Regions from separate parts of the Danio rerio genome. Here region 2 is linked to region 1. A link is a contact called in public Micro-C data. All regions are on one chromosome and are shown on one strand. Each heading gives the region's core, a stretch centred on a gene start, on an enhancer-like site or on the middle of the called end of the contact. The rest is flanking DNA. Distances are from core to core; before and after follow the strand shown. Region 1 overlaps lekr1 (Leucine-, glutamate- and lysine-rich protein 1). Region 2 holds the start of tbrg1 (transforming growth factor beta regulator 1).

The links. Hi-C and Micro-C count contacts between places; a contact is called where the count stands out from the background.
Region 2: a Micro-C map of caudal fin shows a contact between it and region 1, with 20 times the contacts expected there. The contact joins the promoter of tbrg1 here to the enhancer-like site in region 1. A contact is called at or near these places in 5 of 18 Hi-C or Micro-C datasets (caudal fin, embryo and an unstated tissue) and 2 of 4 datasets of contacts at active chromatin or transcription factors (caudal fin and embryo).

What each region holds. Positions count from the first base shown.
Region 1 is chr18:37,846,718-37,850,906 of GRCz12tu, reverse strand. The region is part of intron 12 of lekr1 (Leucine-, glutamate- and lysine-rich protein 1); the gene reads right to left. Among named protein-coding and RNA genes, the nearest start is that of si:ch211-195m9.3, 170 kb to the left of the region's middle. Within about 2 kb of position 2,371, at least 19 of the 62 cell types and tissues checked have an H3K27ac peak or open chromatin away from gene starts, as enhancers often do. A contact at or near this core is called in caudal fin, where this site is marked.
Region 2 is chr18:38,147,027-38,151,215 of GRCz12tu, reverse strand. It overlaps tbrg1 (transforming growth factor beta regulator 1), which reads right to left and starts at 1,807. Exons shown (of 14, transcript NM_001114446.1): 1 at 1,677-1,807. The coding sequence starts at 1,792. It overlaps LOC141378749 (a long non-coding RNA gene), which reads left to right and starts at 1,442. Exons shown (of 4, transcript XR_012394046.1): 1 at 1,442-2,144; 2 at 2,431-2,627.

The sequences.
Region 1 (4,189 bases), core at 1,122-3,621:
AAACCCAAAAGGGCACATATATTTAATAAAACTTCAAATGTCCCATGTTTCCATTTCCCTGCGATGAGAGCGCAGCTTGCGCATTTACCAACACATGATAAAAATATGTTTGTAAGGAACATTTTTTCTACCCGAGAGCTTTTCGCATCTTCAATTGGTGAAATCCGGATTTGCCACTCATCTTCTTTAAAAAAAAAAAAAGACCCGGTTCCAGTTCATGTTGATTGTCCTGTTTACGGATTTAGTAAGTGTGCGATTAATGTTCATTGTTTATGTTTATTCAGATGGCAAAGTTAGTTAATATTGTCAGCAATACTCTATCATTTTTTAAAGACATACAGTACCTTAGTCAATATTACTTAGTTACTAAGTTTACGGTGGTATCACTACAATATTTTGGACTGAAAGATCCACTGTAAATGCTGCTCCCAACGTAAACATGTAAACACCTTAAATCAAACTATTATCACTATGTAGAGTTTTTGCCGTGTATGATTTTTGCCGCATTTTGTGACAGGATAGTCTGTAAACACTTGGCTGTTTAATGTTATTCTCTGCATCTACCGAGAAATGCAGAGTTTTTTTTTTTTTTCCCATTCGGCATGTGGCATCAAATTCCATGCCGAATAACACTCCGCCTCTTAAAACTACACTCTTCCAGCAGTTCCTGGCATCCAGTATTTTGTTTGTCATTGAGGGCATGCATGAAATATTGCTGAAGGAAAGTGAAAGTGCCAAACTGCAGTTAAAATCAACAAATTAGTGATGAAACACCTGAAATTACATGAAACTCCGGAGGAAATGTGTATAGCGTGGTAACGCAATGATGTTAATCGATCTATTTGCCATAATGTAAAATGGGATCATGAAATAAACATTCAGAAAGCAACACATGTAAACAATCATATTATTGTCTTATTTAGATTAAGGCAAATAATTCCATTACTGATGTCCAATGTAATGTAGTCATGGTCTATCACCATGTGCACGTAATGAAATTCCCTTTTTCATGCAAACCTTTCCCTCTTTCGCCAATCGACTCTCCCCTAAACAAAGCTGGACTCTCCCATTTTCCAGACTTTTTTCAAACTAGAGGTGTAAAAAACATCCTGCTGAGACAGGGAGGGTTTCATGGCCCTTGTCATTAAGCATAAAATCTTATTCCTATTCAGGTAATTTCATAATTATATGTTCGAATTGTCTTATGAACACTCCAAGTTAAGTGTTACCTCAAAAGGGTTACCTGCAACTATTATTTATGTATCCATTTCATCTAATCCATTAAGTGATTTAGATTCTGTAATTGGTCAGGTTTATATTGTCGTTTAATTAATAAGTTAGAAAAAAAGAGAGAGCTAAATGAAAACAGTCTTTTGAAGGTGTATACAATGCTGACCTTAGTCCAGGACATGACCACCAATTGCAAGAAGCCCTGTGAAAGTCTTGAGAAAGGTGTGGTAGAGAAAACAGTGGACATCCCGGTAAGATAGTAGAGGTGTTCATATCTTCAAAAAAAGATCTCAGTCATGAAGGATTTCAGCTATTGATTAAAATAAACTTATTGATGTTGCATAAGAAAGACAAAAGAACACCATAATGAATGCACTTTTACAATTTGATGAATGTTTGCACTATCATCCTGGATTATAGCTATGGGATATGTTTTTCAGCATGGTTAAGAAATAAGAGCTACACACCATATCAAAAGATGTATTGCCAAGCATATACAGTAACAAGCCAAGACATGCTAATGACTGCAATAAAGAGTCAGTAAGTCTCTTATTGTCTGTTCTTCTTCAGTGACATCTACTGGAAATACTGCACAGACGGGTGAGAGAGACATAACCGGCAACTACTATAGTTTTCTCGAATTTACCATGAAAATTGAACATGCTGAGATATGTTGTATTTGCTGGATTTAAAACATATTAAATATATAATAAAATTGATTACTTACTTTACATTAATTAAATGAGTATATCCATGGTATTGAAAGTTACAAATTGACAACTATTAAGTTAACTGACTATGTGGATAATTATAAAATTAAGTTAAATTTTTTTTTTTTTTGAAAGTAACATACACTTATTGCTTTTTTCAGTGTAGGTCACAAGTGTAAAGTATAAATGTAAACACTCACTGGAGGCTATCATACAGTTGAGGACACACGTATAAATTAAACTTTTTTTCAACAAAACAGCCCGTGCAATATTTTATGTGGAAAGTGTTATGTCGGGTACATTTGCTCAGCCTTCACGTGCTTGAAAACCCCATACTGGGAAACTCCATTTGGAATGACTCCAGAGCAGATGGATGCTGACGTAAGCGCAGGAAAATACCCGTGACAGTGAGTGTGTTAGATTCTCACTGCAGATCAGGGAGTTTCCTTAACTAACAAAACAGAAGACTGAGGTCCAGAACCTGCCTCTATGATGTTGCCAGCTACAATCTTCTGGTGAAACATTGCCATCTAGTGGTCAAATAAGTCCAGTACAAAAATTAATTCAACACTTCTCAGATTCCAAACATGCTATATGTGTATATGTATGTATATCTGAAACTGAAGAGTACAATGTAAATTTTGCCGAATCACTGTGCTTTCACTGGGTGACAAGCTGTTATAACACGCTGAAAGCATTATGTAAATAATATATATATATATATATATATATATATATATATATATATATATATATATATATATATATATATAATCAAAATAACTTATCTCTAATACAACAGCAAACTATATATATATATATATATTTATATATCTATAATATATATATATCATATATCATATATAATATATATCTATATATATATATTGACCTTATTCTAAAATGCGGTAGTGCGCCTGTTTTCGCGATTGTCTCAGAACAGGGGTGTCAAACTCAATTTCTGGAGGGCCGAAGCCCTGCCCAGTTTAGTTCCAACCCTGCTCCAACACACTTACTTTTAGGTTTCAAACAAGCCTGAAGGACTCAATTATGGTCATTCCCTCGCTGTAAATGCTGGCGCTACTGGTTTTTTCTGCCACCTCCCTGCTCGAGCATCGGATGCATCCTGAATGTTTACAAACATGGTCATGCATCTATATATGGCCAAATACAGCTTGCAGGCCATTAAGGTCAGTTTCTTTTTTCTCTCCCTCAGTCTTACAGCGAATCAAAAGGTGATCAAGCTTTCAGTGTTACAGCCCCAAAGCTCCCTCTGAACAACAGGACATCATCAATGAATCCTTTTTAATCTAATTTTGAAGACTTGCATTCATGTTATTTTCTACCTGTATTTCAGCTTTTACATATATAATTTTTCTTATATTTTTTATTCTAATTTATATTTTATTTTATTATTGTTGTAAAGCACTTTGAATCAACTATATGGTTGTGTAAAATTGTGCTTTATAAATAAGGTGTGCTTGCCATTAGAGGTTTCACACCATTTAATCTAAAAATAATGTCAGTGACTAGGAGGCATTATAAATGTGAAATTTAAGGACGCATAAATCCCCTTTAAAATCAGCCTGGGCTTCAATAAGCAGAGCCACAGGCTGATCACATACACGCCACACCACACTGAAGCATTAATTCATGTAAAATTATGCAGTGCATAATTGAACATATCAAATGTTTGTTTTATAAATGTATATTTTATTTATCTCTGAGAACATATTCTGATTATTCTGAAATATCAAATTTGCTGTAAGCCATAACCATTCAAATAAAAACAAAATAAAAACTTTACAATCATTTGGATAAACAGTGTCATCTTGTGGTTATGACAAGATACTGCAACATACAAATGAATCAACCCAAATTTGACCATATAGCAAAATCACACACACACACACGCACGCACGCACGCACGCACACACACACACACACACACACACACATTTACTATAAAGGTCCATTTAAAATGAAAAAATAAATAAATAAATAATAAAATAAATTTTCTAAATCCACATAAATGCTTTATTAGATAATATTTTGCCCCCAAAACTGCCTTAATTCATTGCATCACAGATAAAAAAAAAATAAAAACATTTTTGAGAGTTGTTAATAGATATACTGATATCATGACATGTGAACACAAGGTACTTAAGTGCATAATGTGACATTGGTTGCATGCCTTTAATATTTCTCACCACTCACTCGCACGGTGTAATCAGTTGTTTTTTAGATAC
Region 2 (4,189 bases), core at 558-3,057, 300 kb before region 1:
AATGCACAAATTAAAACATTGGGTCATTTTTATTAACAAATGCCATGAATAAATAAGTGTGAATTAGGTGATAAACAAACAGAACATTAAAAACTACTATGGTTCAAAATGACCTTAGACATGCTTTCTTCTTGGTGTTAAAGAGTAGCATAAATACCATTAAATTAACGACATAATAAATTTAATAGATTTTTTATTTCAATTGATTAAATTTAATAAATAAATTATGCTACTAATTTAAACACCCCTTCCAAAAAATGCTCAAAAGTTCTTAAATCATAAGGGTTTAATATTCTTTGGTGTGCATAATGTACACATAAACTTAAGTATTGACTATTATACTACAGGATGACACAAAAGTAAAAGTAATTACATTTAATATTATTCATTCATGCATTTATTTTTATTTCAGCTTAGTCCCTTTATTAATTAGGGGTTGCCACAGTGGAATGAACCACCAACTTATCCAGCATGTTTTACGCAGCAGAGAGACTAAGCCAAAAAGAAAATGAATGAATGAATGAATGAACGCCCTTCCAGCTGCAACCCAACACTGGGAAACACCCATATACTCTTGCATTCACACACATACACTATGGACAATTTAGCTTATAGCTTATTCAATTCACCTATAATGCATGTCTTTGGACTTTGGGGGTAACCGGAGGAAACGCACGCAAACACGGGGAGAACATGAGAACTTCACACAGAAATGCCAACTAACCCAGCCGGGGCTCGAATCAGGGACCTTTTTGCTGTGAGGCGATGGTGCTACCCACTGCGCCACCATGACGCCCCACATTTATTTTATCATCTTTAATATAATTAAACTGGACTGTAAATAACATGCAGTTAATTGCTCAAAACCAAATACAATAAGAAATGTAAAAGTGTAAAAGCATTATTTTTCATAAAAGAGGGACAGATCTATTTTTTTTTTTATTGAGACAGACCCCTTTAAACTCAATACTTGCAGCTTTTGATGGAAGATTCACCCAAAAATAAAAATCTACTTATCCTCAAGTGGTTAGTAACTTTCATGAGCTCCTTTCTTATGTTAAACACTAAATAAAAAGCTGAACATTAAATACAACTGGCACTGACATCCGCAGTCAGAAAAAACAAAGACTATGGAAGTTAATGGCAAACGTTACAGGATTTCAACTTTCATCAAAATATTTAAAGTTCAACAGATGAAAAAAAAAAAATCTAACAGGTTTGGAAGTGAAGAACAATTTTCATTATTAGGTGAACTTAATTATTTTTTTTTATTGTAAAACTACAGTAGGCATCAGATGGCATCATGTATTTGTAGCACTCAGGGTTCACTACATTCAAGTGCTTTTCTTTACATGATAACTTGAGTAAAAAACACTAAGGTTATCACAATGTTTTAGCTGTTGTGCTATAATATCTTACTAGAATGTTTGGGACGTGCACTACAGCACTGTCTTCTGAACATTTTTCATGGTAACGTAAATTAAAGTCAGAGGGCGATGATATTTGAGTCTGGCACCTATCGTGGGACTATAACGTTAGTTAAATTGAATTTCAAACCTAGCAATTCTTCCACGCCCTAAACATGACGCCAGGAACTGGATTTGGAGCATTTTTGTGAAGTAAGATCACACAGCTTGGAAAAATAATGCAACAATCAATCCTCTTATTAAACTCACGGGTCAAGACTCTCGGCGGCTCCAGTCAGGCTGCTCATGCTGTCCAGCGCTGGAAACAGAGAGTAACTGCCCTGCCCATCCGCCTCCATCTCAGACTCAAAGTTCAGGGAATCCATAGCTGTGAAATCAGTGTTTTACTGCTGTGTCGTGAACGAAAAAACATACAGCATCGGTGATGCTAAGCTAAAAACAGGAAACACGCGTTCCACCTATTTAACGTTAGGATTAAGACACGGTTTAAAGTCGCCTGTGATCTCAGTCGATATTTACTATGGAGTGAGTACTCATGCTGTGCAAATGAAAAAATGAATATGATCTTTAATTGCTGATATGTTTGGTTTAGGATTTAGTGGAACGCTTATACAATAATTGGCTCGTTTTTGTTTGCGGGGGACCTATTTAAAGAGCACACATTATCGTGAGCTTGCGTTAGTGCCATCTACTGGACTGAACTCTCAACAAGTCTTGGTACGAACCGCAGAAATTTGTAGCTTTTCTTTTCAAGTCCTTGTATAACAAAACCAAATTTTTAATAGATAGATAGATAGATAGATAGATAGATAGATAGATAGATAGATAGATAGATAGATAGATAGATAGATAGATAGATAGATAGATAGATAGATAGATAGATAGATAGATAGATAGATAGATAGATAGATAGATAGATAGATAGATTCAACTAACCTGTTTTTACATTTTAAGATCTTTTATGTTTAAAATAATAATAAGATCTGTGCTTCTACTGTTTCAGTTTATATTCTTATATCAGTATCACAGCTATTTGGGTTGTGATCACAGAGGGCCCTCCGGAGCAGCTGCAAAAACAGTCAGGATGAAAGTCCTCACTGAGGATGTTTCAGTGGAAGTTGTTCAGGATGTGCATGTGTGGAAGTTGGTCAGAACATCACATCCGAGGACCGGTTGCACTGCAGATTTTACAATGAGAATGTGAGTTCATTAATGGGTGACCAGTCTTTGCCAGTAATATATTTCCACCAAAGTCAGGCTCGTAGCCAGCTTGGTGAAAGAGGTGGTTGTTTTTTTCTCAAAAAGTTGAACTATTTACAAATAAGCATCATTTTCTGCAACAAGAATCAGTCCAAGGCACTCGAGTAAAGTGAATAAATTAAAAAGCCTTTATTCACATGGCTAGATCTCTAAAAACCAACGCGTTTCGGCAGAAGTCTGCCTTCATCAGGGTAAAAGTCAAGAAGGCAGACTTCTGCCGAAACGCGTTGGTTTTTAGAGATCTAGCCATGTGAATAAAGGCTTTTTAATTTTTTCACTTTACTCGAGTGCCTTGGACTGATTCTTGTTGCAGATTTGATGAATCTCTTACCCAAAGAGCACCGACCATACATTTGAACTTACCCCAGAGCGCTTTTTGTTTTGTTTTTTTCTGAAGCATCATTTTCTATTTAATTATGACATGTAAATACATTTTAAGCACTATTTTTAGCTGAATAAGCTTGTTGGATGGTCATCATAACCACACATTTTGATGTACCAAAATATTTACAAAAGATTTAGAATAAAGAAAAAAAAACATTTAAATACAAAATTATTACATTATATATCATTGGATATATATATATATATATATATATATATATATATATATATATATATATATATATATATCCTATTTGCATTTTTAAGTTGTGCAAACAACATTTTTTGTCTGCAGGACTGAAATGGCATAAGTTGAGTGAACAAGAAAATACAAAAGGAAATTAGTACTGAGAAATTATATGTTATCAGAGCAAAAGTTGTGTTAACTGAACATTTCTTGTCTGAATGGCCTGAAATTACAGAAGTTAAGTGAACAAGAAAATACAGAAGGAAATTAGTACTAAGAAATTATGTTATCCGAGCAAACACACATGGCTCAGTTTTTTTAAGTTGTGCTAACTGAACATTTCTTGTCTAAATGGCCTGTAATGATAGAAGTTGAGTGAACCAAAAATACTATTGGAAATTAGTACTGATAAATAAAATGTTATCAGAGTAAACACACATGGCAAAAAAACAGACACAAAATTTTACCAAAACATTAATTTTCTTGCAGTACTTCACTATAGTACAAAAACGAGGTAGTGTATCTGTAAAAAAAATAAAATAAAAAAATAAACACACACACAAACACTAATAGTCAGAAGAATCACATAAACAAACAATTAAATTGTTATTGTTGTATGACATTACAGCACATCTGTGAAACTACCTTACACTATTAATTTTAATAACCTTAGAATATCCCATAAATTATTCATAACACCCTGCTGAAAAAACAGCATATGCTGGTAAGGTATATTTTGATGTTGGTCTCAATGCTGGTTTTGCTGGTCTAAGTGCTGCTCCTGACCAGCATTGAGACCAGCAAGACTAACATTGAGACCAGCAAAACCAGCATTGAGACCAACAAAACTAGCATTTATATATATATATATATATATATATATATATATATATATATATATATATATATATACACAAATTCCTTACGGATT